Regions from separate parts of the Hordeum vulgare genome. Here region 2 is linked to region 1. Evidence: chromatin contacts called from public Hi-C data. All regions are on one chromosome and are shown on one strand. The core of a region is the stretch at or near the end of the contact, and the rest is flanking DNA. Distances in the headings are between cores, read along the strand shown.

The links. Hi-C and Micro-C count contacts between places; a contact is called where the count stands out from the background.
Region 2: a contact with region 1 is called in a Hi-C map of leaf, with 3 times the contacts expected there. The contact joins the promoter of LOC123452871 here to the enhancer-like site in region 1. A contact is called at or near these places in 4 of 6 Hi-C or Micro-C datasets (leaf and seedling) and 1 of 1 datasets of contacts at active chromatin or transcription factors (embryo).

Annotation. Positions count from the first base shown.
Region 1 is chr5H:554,129,163-554,135,481 of MorexV3_pseudomolecules_assembly, reverse strand. It overlaps LOC123452869, which reads right to left. Exons shown (of 2, transcript XM_045129595.1): 2 at 6,204-6,319. It also overlaps the pseudogene LOC123399043. Among protein-coding and RNA genes, the nearest start is that of LOC123452869, 6.3 kb to the right of the region's middle. Within about 2 kb of position 3,356, at least 2 of the 3 cell types and tissues checked have open chromatin away from gene starts, as enhancers often do. A contact at or near this core is called in leaf, where this site is marked.
Region 2 is chr5H:554,191,045-554,196,547 of MorexV3_pseudomolecules_assembly, reverse strand. LOC123452871 reads right to left here and starts at 2,083. Exons shown (of 7, transcript XM_045129597.1): 1 at 1,656-2,083; 2 at 976-1,062; 3 at 619-879; 4 at 324-488; 5 at 62-115. The coding sequence starts at 1,790.

The DNA of each region.
Region 1 (6,319 bases), core at 2,107-4,606:
GTTCCTGGTCCTCCAGATCACATAACTTGGTTCTTTGGAGATGAGGCTGGAAAAGAAAATTTTCATCATCTCAACTTCCCAATCAGTTATAGAGACAAAAGAGAATCTAGCATAGAATCATTGGAATGAACATAGATTGAGTTATAGGTAACAACACTAAAGTCAAGTTAATCGTTACCACATTTATGAATAAGGATAAAAAAGACAATGTTTAACATACAACCGTTTCATCACCAAAATCATGTTTTATCCTTAAATTTCAGGCAGGCACACTGCATGACGTTAATTAAGGCGGAATCTTTCAAGATCTCAATCATTCACGGCCATCAATGCAGCTAATGGTAATGTAGAACATGAAATTAGTCTGTTGTAACACACACCTGGGGCAAGCTAAAAGCAGTACTGTTATCACCCATAATTGCCAAAGAGTCTCTGATTTGGTTGACCTAATAAAAACATGAAAACCATTTTTTTGTCAACAAACTTGCATATCATATTTTTCCACTTAGAGATAGCTTAAAATAAGTGTACCTCATCAATATATTTGTCTCCTGTAATAAGACATTAAAAGAAGGTTAATTCAACTGCCCAAAAGATATTTCGAGATCCAACAACTGCAAAAAGAGGTACTTCAATAGCAAAAGAATCTCAAACTAATAAAGTACGTAGGCAGCAATATAACCTGAACTAACCATTGATGTTGGGCACCCGTTGGAGAGCTTCATCAACCATCTGTTGTACAGATTTTCCTTCTGTTTTATGAAAATTAACAGTCAAAAAAAAGTTCAACCAAACAGTGAATTATCCTCAGGAGAAAACATCACCAACAAACGGTGAACAGCAAATACTAGGCATAACTCAACAGTGACTTGTGTGAAAAAAAGTATATATTTAGTGCTGCAAGTCTAAAACCCATGCTAACTACTTAATCAGATAAAAAGATGAGATAGAAACATGTTTGAACCATTCAGGCAATACCGTATGGTCTACTGGTCTGCAGAAGGGACTATTGTATGTAAACTCTTTTGCACAGAAAATAAAAGAAATAGGAACTTAGAGATTTTGTTACATTTATCTATCGACAACAGGGGAAGTCAATCATATCCCGAAGTGAAGCCTTCAATTCAGAGATGTTCAAATCTTCAGAAAGAATTCAACAGTTTCAGTGAGATCAGGATTCAGGGGAACCAAGTAGTTAGCCAATCAATTAGAATTCTGATGATCTGATCTGTGATACACTATATATATATATATATATATATATATCTCCAATGACAATTCATGCATCTAACTATCAGTACGGCCGAAAGTAAATACCCGTGATACAAAATCACCTAGTTAATACACAAACAACTTACCAAGAAAATCCCTCTGTATCAGCCACAGAAGTTTTGCTGGCTCAAAAGCAACATCTTGGCCCTGCAGAAACAGGAAACACGACTTACATATAGTGTTCAATATTCAAAACTCCGAGAGTCAAGTTAATAAAGTATTACCTTCACTCTTGTTTTGCACAAGCCATATAGGAAAACAGAAACTTGTTAGAACACACTAGGAATATGCTTGTTAAAATAAAAAAGGTCCAATCAGAAATGGCAGCAACCAAACCTTCCATAGAATTCTTCAGCAAGTTCGACAGCGAATGAGAGTCTGGATATGTCTGCTTCACGAATCTACCAAGTATGTAAAATTGACGGCTATATATCAAATCGCTAAATTAATTAACAGCTTAAAATACGAGTAGACGTGAGGGTGTTAGAAACACACCGTCTCAGGGAGATTGTAGACAAGAAGAGAACTCAGGACAGCTGCCAGAGCGAATATCCTAACATGAAAACAAAACGTCCGACGGCGTATTTTACATTAGAGCCAAAAATTTGTAATGTGTAATTACCACAGAGTTTATTTTGTAGGCAACAGCAACAAACCTATCATCATATACATTGGATTTTCCAATGCTCTCAAATCCTTCAGTATCCAAGTAAAGGACAGACACCTTGGAGCCATCAACATCGACCTCGACGGGAGTACCCCCAGATCCATATACCTTCAAAGTGTGTTGATATCTCAGATCGATCAGCATATGTGTGCGGCATTCACAAGAACATAAAACTGATGGCACATCTTACCTTTAGTTTTGGTATCTCGCATGTGTCCAACCCCGAAACCTGCACAGCAAATTTATCATTCTCCTGGCCAAAGCAACCATTAACATGAATTGTGAAGCGAGAGATATAAGACACGAAAAGCTTGTCATCATACCTTTATCACATGATAAGGAGAGAAGCTGGTTGAGAAGGAAAGATTTTCCAGATCGGTATGGACCAATGACCTGATTTGACAGGCACAGACAGACACATAGAAAGAACTGATCAGTGTGTGCAGCCAGAGACAAACATGCGAAGGCCGCATCGCCGTGTCGTTGATTTGGAAAATGAAAGAGGAACCAACACTGTAATAACGAGAAGCAGAGATTAGTAATTTCGTGACATACAGAAACAGCTGCTATCGGGGTGTTGATCCTTTGAATCGCCTCCAGGCCTTGTTTCGAAAGACGGAGCTTAGTGTGGCCATAATCCGGCTCCACAATCGGGAACCTGCATCATAACTGCCATCGATAAAAAAATCTGGTAGCCACAATGATTGTTGTACAGGGTCTCTTTTCTGAAATCGCTTCATGTTTTGAAGATTAAAAGAGTTCTGAAAACAGTTACACATGAACCTAGGGATGTACGTACAGTACACTACATCTCCGTAAGTTTTCATGATGAAATAGGCTTGTGGTTCAAGCTAAAAATAATCATTTCTCTCTAGCACATGCTACGTACGTCTTTGAGTTGTAACGCTAATGATAACTTCTTTTCCATGCAAGCAGAGCAGTGCTCACAACAGGATGGCACAGAAAGAAAAGCAAAACAGGTGTATAATCTCGAATGGAAGACTTACGCGCGGTCCAGGTCCAGCTCGCCCGCATCGGATTCCCCTACCGCGGCGGCAAGCATGGCCACCATCGCGGCCGCCGCCCATACTGCCAGGGCACGCCTCGGCCACCCCATCTCCGCCGCCTTCTGGTTCTGGCCGAGCAGCCGGGGCAAGAGCTGGCTGGCTTACGGCGGCTTCTCCGCTGGCTGGCAAAGGAGGAGCAGCTCGAGTCGAGGACAAGTGAGAGATCCGGCGACAGGCAGACAATGGAGGAGTACTAGGGGGAGGGAGGGAGGGCCGGCGGGGTGATAATGATATAGCATAGCAGTAAGGATTTGGGTTTGGGATCGCACGCGGTGGGGGGTTTCCCCTTTCCCGTTGCCGTTTCCCCCCTGCTCGCGGTTTGCTTCCTTGGAAGGCGGGAGGGAAAGCAAAAGGAGACGTCCAGGCGACGCCAGCCACACTCGCTGCACTGCAGCCTGGAGGTGGATTGCATGGACTAGGATGGGTTATAGCCGACATTTTGTTTAGGGAAGCACCGGCGCGCCGGCCCGACTATTAGGCCGGTCGACCTACAGCCGTCAGGTTTGCCCCTCCCCCTCCCTCCAAGCCGTCGGATCCCGTCGTCCTCATCCCTCCTCTCTTCAACGGGAGGCCCCCAGCACGCGCCAACGCCCCCAGCACGCGCCGACCGCCTCACCTCACCTCCTCACCGCTGACCGCCCTTCACCGTCGGTCGCCGCCCTCGCCGCTCTCACCTATGTCGCCTCCTGTGCGTTTTTAACCTCCATGGATGTAGCAGCGTGCGCTCATGGTTGCAACCCCTTGTAAAAAACAATACGGTTGCAACAAAACAGAACGACAAATGTAGCAAAATTGTATAATGGTTGCAGCATTTTCCATCATGGTTGCAACTCGTCCATGTCAACGGTTGTAGCAAAAACATAATACGGTTGCAACAACAAAAAATGACTGATGTAGCAAATTTGTATAATGATTGCAGCATTTTTCATCATGGTTGCAACTCGCCAGATAGTTACCACCTATCATACGGCTTTCTAACTCCACTTCTTTTTCTGGTCGTTCCGCTCTGTCGGATCGATGGTAGTCTCAGAGATCTGGTAACCTCCGACATTTTTGACAACACGCTTCCTGCTTCCGTTTTGAGTTGCGCATCTTTCTCGAATGTGATGTTGTGCCTATTGAAATAACATGGTGGGGGAAACAAAGGAGATACTGTCTGTGGTACGATCGGTCCGTAGCGGGAATATTATGAGCCGAGGTAGCTAGGGGCAATCAGCGTTTTAAGAGCAGGCATCCCCAGTAAGGAGAACTGGAGACCGGACCAGATGTCATTAATGAAAAGAAGCGAGGTCTACGATAAAGGAAGGCTATTGGTGTTGAATAAACAAAACCACACCGAACCAGTCAGGAGTTTTCAGAGATTATGCCCAGCGTTACATGACACCACTTCATTGTATGCAACACGAGGAACCGATCAAGAAAGACGAAGCAGACATGCACAAGTTCAAGAGTGAGGTGGTAAATCATTGTATCAAGATGTCAATCTTAGATCTTATTTTAGTTCGATACGTCCACCTACGAAACTCGCCTTTGGCTTTCGTCTCGGTAGGTGTATTATTCTACATTTTCCCATGTCAACGATTGTAGCAAAAAAAAAATACGGTTGCAACAAAAAAGAATGACTGATGTATCAAATTTGTATAATGGTTGCAACATTTTTTCATCATGGTTGCAACTCCGCCTACAAAACTCCGGTGAAGTTTGGTTGCAACTCTCATGGACGTGGTTGTAACTTCTTTTATCAATGGATGAAGCTTTTTTTATGCCGTTTGAAGCTTTTTGCACACCGTTTGTAGCTTTTTTTAAATACATGCATACATACAGATCGGTACATGGCAGGAGGCAGCCATGTCATCTCCCCTGTGGCTCGGCCCGAGCACCGGCGATGGCGGTTTTGCAGCAGCGCCAGCGAAGGGTACGAGGGCGTGCGGCGGTGCCTGCGGGGGAGGGGGCGACGGCGGCATGCGCAGAGGAGGAGCAGCACGCGACGGCGCGCGCGCTGGGCGGCGGGGAGGGGCGACGGCGACTTGCGCAGAGGGGAAGCACACGGCGGCGGCGCCTGCGCGGGGAGGGGGCGAGCGGCATGCGCGGGGAAGCACGCGCGGCGGCGCCGCGCGCGAGGAGGCGACGCGACTTGCGTGAGGGAAGCACACGACGGCGGCGCCTGCGGGGAGGGCGACGCGACTGCTGGGGAGCACACGACGCAGCTGCTCGCACGGGAGGGGGCGACGGCAACCTGCGCGGGGGGAGGGGACGCGCGCGATCCGCCCAGATCGGATGAACGCGGTGCGTCCGGCCGAAACAGTTCGACCGACACGCTGTGTATAAACGTTTCCCTTTTGTTTTTATGATCGTTTTTTCTACACGAGAGAAAACTTCCAGTTTATTCATAAGCAATCAATCAATCTAGTATATAGAACACCAGATGTAACAAAAATTACAACCAGATGTATAAAAATTGTATAGTTTTTTGTTGCGGTTTAATCGGTTATTGATGTCTACTAGGTATATGCGCCAAGCTTGCCAAAGACATACTGAAGGCCAAGGAAAATAACAGTGCAATATAATTGTCTGAACGGGATCATGTTACCTTTACGTTTAGAAAAACAAATACAGGGCAAACATTGTTCAATTCACCTTTACGCCTTAAGAAAAATGTGTTGCCAGGCAATAGTACCACCCATGTACAAGCATGTTAATTTCTCTATCCCCTCTTTCAATTGAACAATCAGTGCCTAGGGGTGGCATTTTGGGTCTCACTGCAAATGTACAGAAACAAACATTCATTGTTTTCCCAAGTACATGGAAGAAACCATAGAAAACACAAACACAGCTGGCTCAAAAGTGAAACAACATGTGATTCATGCATATACAGAGGTAACGGAGCAACTATTTCATGCGTGCTGCAAGCGCTCCCGGGAGCATCAACGGATTCCCGTCTTGCAAGAACCTTTAATCAAAGGAAACATGAGTCGGCATGGCATTATAGTGAACAGTTGTAATCCACCACAGATTCACAGAGCAAAAGGTTTCCAATGCTGAAAGCAACCACAGATTGCTCTGTTTCGTTGCCAAGGGATTATTTCCCATGTCTCAACACAACTCCTAAATACCGGTGTACTTCCAGAGAAAGAAGGATGTGATGTCACTCATCAAGTACCAATAGCGAGACCTTACACATATGAACAGGCAGACACTTCAAATGAATTCTCGAACTGCATTTCGACTTACTGAGTACACAACCACACAGATGACATTTCATCACCACTACTTGGCGATTAGATCCACTTTATACATACAATGCAATAATATA
Region 2 (5,503 bases), core at 834-3,333, 62 kb before region 1:
ATCTCACAAAGAATTACAGGCTTGAATTTTGACAGGATTATGTCAAGGGACAAAAACTTACAGTCCAGTATGTGAACAGTCTTGTGTTGTTGTCCCCATAGAGGTCAGGGCTAACCTGATTAATCAACCAACAAAAAGGAGAAGAGAAAAGTTCAGGGCCCGTGACACAAACAGAGGTAGCAAGAAACGGGAGGAACAGAGCTATCCATCAATCAACCGCAGCGACGGTGTGGCATTAACTAGACAGACATGGGCTACGACTACGAGGTGATGAAGATCATGGAGGAGCTGTATGTGGTTGGGTGATCTTATCAGTGTGGTACCTGCCAGCCAGCCTCGATGCTGTTGAGGTCCTCGCCGAAGGAGCCCCCCAAGATCCACAGCTGGGACAGGCTGAACTCGTTGGGCTGCTCGATCTTGGGCTCCCAAACGTTGATCGTCGCCTTGGCGCCGTAGTACTTCTCGCCCTGAACGTACGATATCGCGTGCTGCAAAATTCACAGCAGGCAGAGTTCATACACATACATACACAGCACTGGTCAGTGGCATTTCTTCTTCCTTGCTGCCACTCAAAACACTGAAGAGTGAGATGGAAATGGATGCAATGCGTGCACTTACTTGATGGCCGCCCTCGTTGAGCATGGCGAGATCGACCGACATCGGGTTCGCCACCGTGGGCTTGTGCTTCCTGCCGTAGCGCCGCATCGAGCTCGCGCGCATCAGGTCGTCCTTCTTGGTCCTCCGGACCGGGACGGTGCCCGGCGCGCACCTGCCGTTCCGGTGCCACAGCTGAACCATCGGCCTCTCGCCGTCGCCGGAGGAGGCCACATTGGCCTTGGACTCGTCGTACAGGCCCTCCGGGTGATAGCTCGGCCTCATCTGCAAGGACAAAAAAAAATTCTCAGGAATGAATCCAGCAAAAACAGCGGCATGTCCTGCTGCTGATGCATCTGAAATCAAACTTAATATTGGTACCTGGATGGTGTGGTTCTTGAGGAAAGGGTGGTCGAAGGCCGGCTGGTGCGAGATGTGCACGCAGTCTATGATGTCCCCGTCAGGGCTCTGCTCGATTGAATTGCAAACAAACAACAGTTAGCAAGCGTCCGCTGACTCGAGTTTTGAGCAAGAATCGACGAAGAAATCCATTGCAAAAGGACACCGCTGCTCTACTTCGGTTGGCATCCATTGATTGACTGAAGTTCAAAAGGACACTAGTACCGCTGCTTTGGCTGGCATCCACCGATGAAGCTTCAGATTTTACAGTTAAGCAAGAAAGAAACTCTTCTTCACAAAGTAGCGGGCATCTTTTTCTTGAAATTTTTGCTTGGCCTTTTTGCAAAATTCGTAAAGGGAGAAAGCGAATCGGCCCCAAGAACAGGCCGCCGGGGAAAGAAAAACAAGCCCCCCGGAAAGGCCGCCCTTTTGAATCAGGGCGTGGCGACTTTGAGCGGCCAAGAACTGCGCCCGTTGCATCAATCTCGCCCAAATCTCCCCCAAAAATGCAGATTGAAACGGATACTTGCCAGCTTTGACCAGGAAGGAAGGAAGGAAGGAAGGGAAAAAAATAAGAAATCCCCATTCAAATCTTGGGGGAAGAATAACAGCGGGTCGGGTCAGAAAGAATCTAATCTAGCTGGCTCGGCGGGCGCACGTACCTCGATGCTCTTGACGGCCGGCTTGTTGAGGCGCTTGAGGTGGCGGTGCATCCTGGCCTCCGGCGACCTCGCCGCCTCGCAGGAGAGGCACATCACCGCCGCCAGCAGGCATGCGACGACGCGCGCAGCGGACATGGCTCCCCCTCGCTCACTCACTCCTCCGCCCCAGCCCTTCTGTCGCCCAGCACCTTGCTCCGGCTACAACTTGAAGAACGAACAGGCGCCCTTCTGCACCAGAGACACCCCTCGCCGCCGGCGACCTACCGCCGCGCCGCCTGCGGGGACCGGCCTGCGGATTTTGAAACAATGCGGGGAGGGGGAGGGGGGTGGCACGCTCTCCTCCGCTCCTGGGGCGGCTCGCCGTCTGGGCTTGGGGACTCGGGACGCTGGCGCTAGTGCGGCTAGGGGACTGAGGTTTGTTTACAAGTGGGCAGTGGAAGTGGAGCGAGCGAGAGGACCCGGCCGCGTTGCGTTGCGTTGTGTGTCTTGGCTGCCTGCCGCTCGGCTCAGTCTCGCACGCTGCGGCTTTTGCCGTTTTCCGGGCGTAGCTTTTTCTATCGTACATGGACGGAAATGCCCCTGCGGTGCGCGAATTCGTAAATTGCTCCGGGACTCCGGGCCGTGCGGACGTCAGAACGAGCCAGCCCCCCGCTGGAATGTGGGCCGCCCTGGATGAGTAAATTTTTGAAAACAAGAAACGGTTGTGTTGATGAGCGGTAGCCTGCATTTCTGGCGATGGGTGCGGCATCTGCTTTGTAATGGGTGCAACATGTTGTACTTACTCATACGCTTAGCAAATGTCCAAGACTAGAACACAAAGGTTGAAATATGTCGGAAGTATGAACGATTTACCATGTAATTTTACTAACAGAAATAGTAAAGAAATCGCGACTATCATAGTAGTTATAAGACAAGTCATGCGATAATACAGAGAGTATGCACGTAGCATCTGAAGTGATGAGTATGAACAAAACATATCTAGAACACAAGCTAGAACAAGAAATTGCGGCAGAACTCAAACAAGAAGAAAACAAACACTTACTGAGTTGCAGCAGCGGCAGCAGTGGGATTGACGTTGCAATCGTCACCGGCCATATTATTGAAGAGGTTGCTGACGTCGGGAAAGAAGTCGTCGTCCAGGAAGTGGTCCTCGACGTCTGTGGTGGCCGTGATAAAGAAGACAGTAGCCGCGCAAAGCGTTTCCCAAAAACCTTATCACCCTTCTCCCATACATGACTCAAAAAGGCGAGGTTTCGCACAAGAGAGGCAGGTGAAAAGCAGCAGTCGAAGGGTGCAGCGTTCGTATTTAATGTCCACTACCGCAAAACTTTTCACTTCCCAATCGACCTTTCGTATACCAGTCGTGCGTGCAAGCGCTTCGTGACGAGACGAACGGCGAAGGAGAAGGAGCACACGTGTACGTCTCTCTTGTTTCATACATGTGAGGAAACATTCTTTTTTATAAGAGGTCCAACTCCTAACAAACTAGTAATGTGAGACTAAACTTTAGTTTCACCTCTTGCCTTACACGAATGGGCTAAGTGAACCTCTAGAATTTACTAAGAATTTTGAAAATTTTACCGGTTATTGAACTTAACAATTTATCAAGGAAGATGTAAAAGGTGACCACGCCAAGTGGAAAAAGATCGAGGTAAAGCACATATGTCATGAGTAGTAAAATAAGTTCAGTCAACATGTTGACTTATTGACGGCAAAAAAATGTTGACTTGACGACTGATAGAGACTTAAGATGACATTGTATCACAAAGACTACAACATTCTATTGTTGTTTTCGGTTTTCTTGCCGAGCTGATACTATACTCCGTCAGTTTCATAAATATAAGATGACTTACATATTTTATTATGGACTACGAAATGATTGAACAAATATACTAAAATGTGTACGTATACAATTTTTTCCAAACGAACGGGATTTTCCTTCAGCCCTAACTTTCTTAAGCCAAGAAAGATAAAACCAAATTCAAATGGTTAACATCTTTTGGCGACGAAACAATAATTGCCGCCACCGACTAAAGGAAGGGTTTAACATAAAGTGGCCAGTATTACATTTTAAGACAGCGAAGATCGCTTGACACAACAAGTAATTGAAGAGCACAAAACGCAAGATGAACTCCCTGCATGCATCAAGCACGTTGGCAATCATAAGCAACTCTTCTCATCGGTGAATCAACAGTCTTAAACACCGGAGAAGAAGAACATTGTGAGCGTGTCCACAAAGTAATTTTCCATTGCCTTGATCCCACACCGTATACTTTGTCATTTTCGCCCTTGGAAAACAAAATCATTGTGCAATACACATAAGCTTCACAAGGCATGAGATGCATCAATATTAAGAACCTCCCACTCTTTTTTGGTTAAGAAAATTAATAAAGATAGAAAAGAATCAGGTATATAAATACCAAAGACCTCAGTAATAATAGACCAAGTCTCTTTAGCAACTATGCAATCAAAAAATCGATGTTGGGTAGATTCAGGTTCACTACAGGATAATTTATATTTGTGAACGGATAGTGTATGAATTTTTTATATACACCTATATATAAGAAAATAAATGAAGACGCTGTTTTAGTGACCGAGCTCATTGGAGCTCAAAATATTTGAGAAATTCAAGTGGAAAAAAAATTGTGCGGCTAAATAAGGATGGTATGTGTATGTGTGTAAATTTTAGGATGACATACCTTAAGATGCGCTTCATATAAAAAAATAAATTCATGGTCTGAAAGCATGAATAGTAACATGTGTTAAAAAGTTCCTTCTTTTCTTTTGCAAAACCCTCATTTCAATGTATTTTCCCCCTCAAAATTGACACGCATGTGCGTTACGCCTTCATGCATATCTGTAATCTTTTCAGAATCCTATTAGACATAGAAAATTATGAAGTTTGATTAAACTTGAATGCGAAGGCCTAGCTTCAAAAGCAATTTTCGAAAACAAACTTGGAATAAGGAAGTATTCCGTCCTACATAATTCCATGCCTCCTGAACTTCAATCGTATCATCTCTGTCGTGTGGAAAGAACTACTCCTTCCGTTCTTAAATATAAGTCTTGTAGAGATTTCACTAGTGGACTACGTACGGATGTATATAGACATACTTTAGAGTATAGATTCACTCATTTTGCTTCGTATGTAGACCCTTAGTAAAATCGCTTAAAAGACTTATACTCCCTCCGTACCAGAATATATGTCGCTGGAGTAGCTAAACTCAGCTACTCCAGCGACATATATTCTAATACAAATGGAGTATTTAGGAACGGAGGGAATACATCCTCTCCATAACAAAGATCCTCTACATACTCAACAACAACAACAACAACAAAAAGTTCCTCTACATAATAATTAAACAAAAACAAAAAGATCGCTCAGCACGTGCTGTGTAGGCGGTCAAAGTTTACTAAGCTATGGTAATACCGAACCCGAAACAGGGATTATAATACCGGACATGCTCTTTGTTTTGTGTTCAAGGAAAGGATAGGGATGATGGCCGCCGCTCACGCCTCGGACGTGCTCGTGCCGAACCCAAATCTTCTTCCCCACCGTCGGGCCGTGCGTGCGTGCATGCATGCGTTTGGTAATTTCCTCCACCACCACCACCACCACACCAGAATGGATCGGGCGCCCGGCCGCCACCTACCTCGGGCCCCGCTCACCCCGCACCCGCGGCCACGTGCGAGCCTGCCGCCGCGCGCGCGTAATCTCGCCGACCGGTGGGGCCGCGGCCGCACGGACCCACCTGCCTTTCACCTTTCGGTGCGTGCGAGCGGCCGCGCGCACCCGTGTGCCTGTGGTGGTGGTGGTGGTGTGGCATTGGATCCTGCCCGGGCATGCT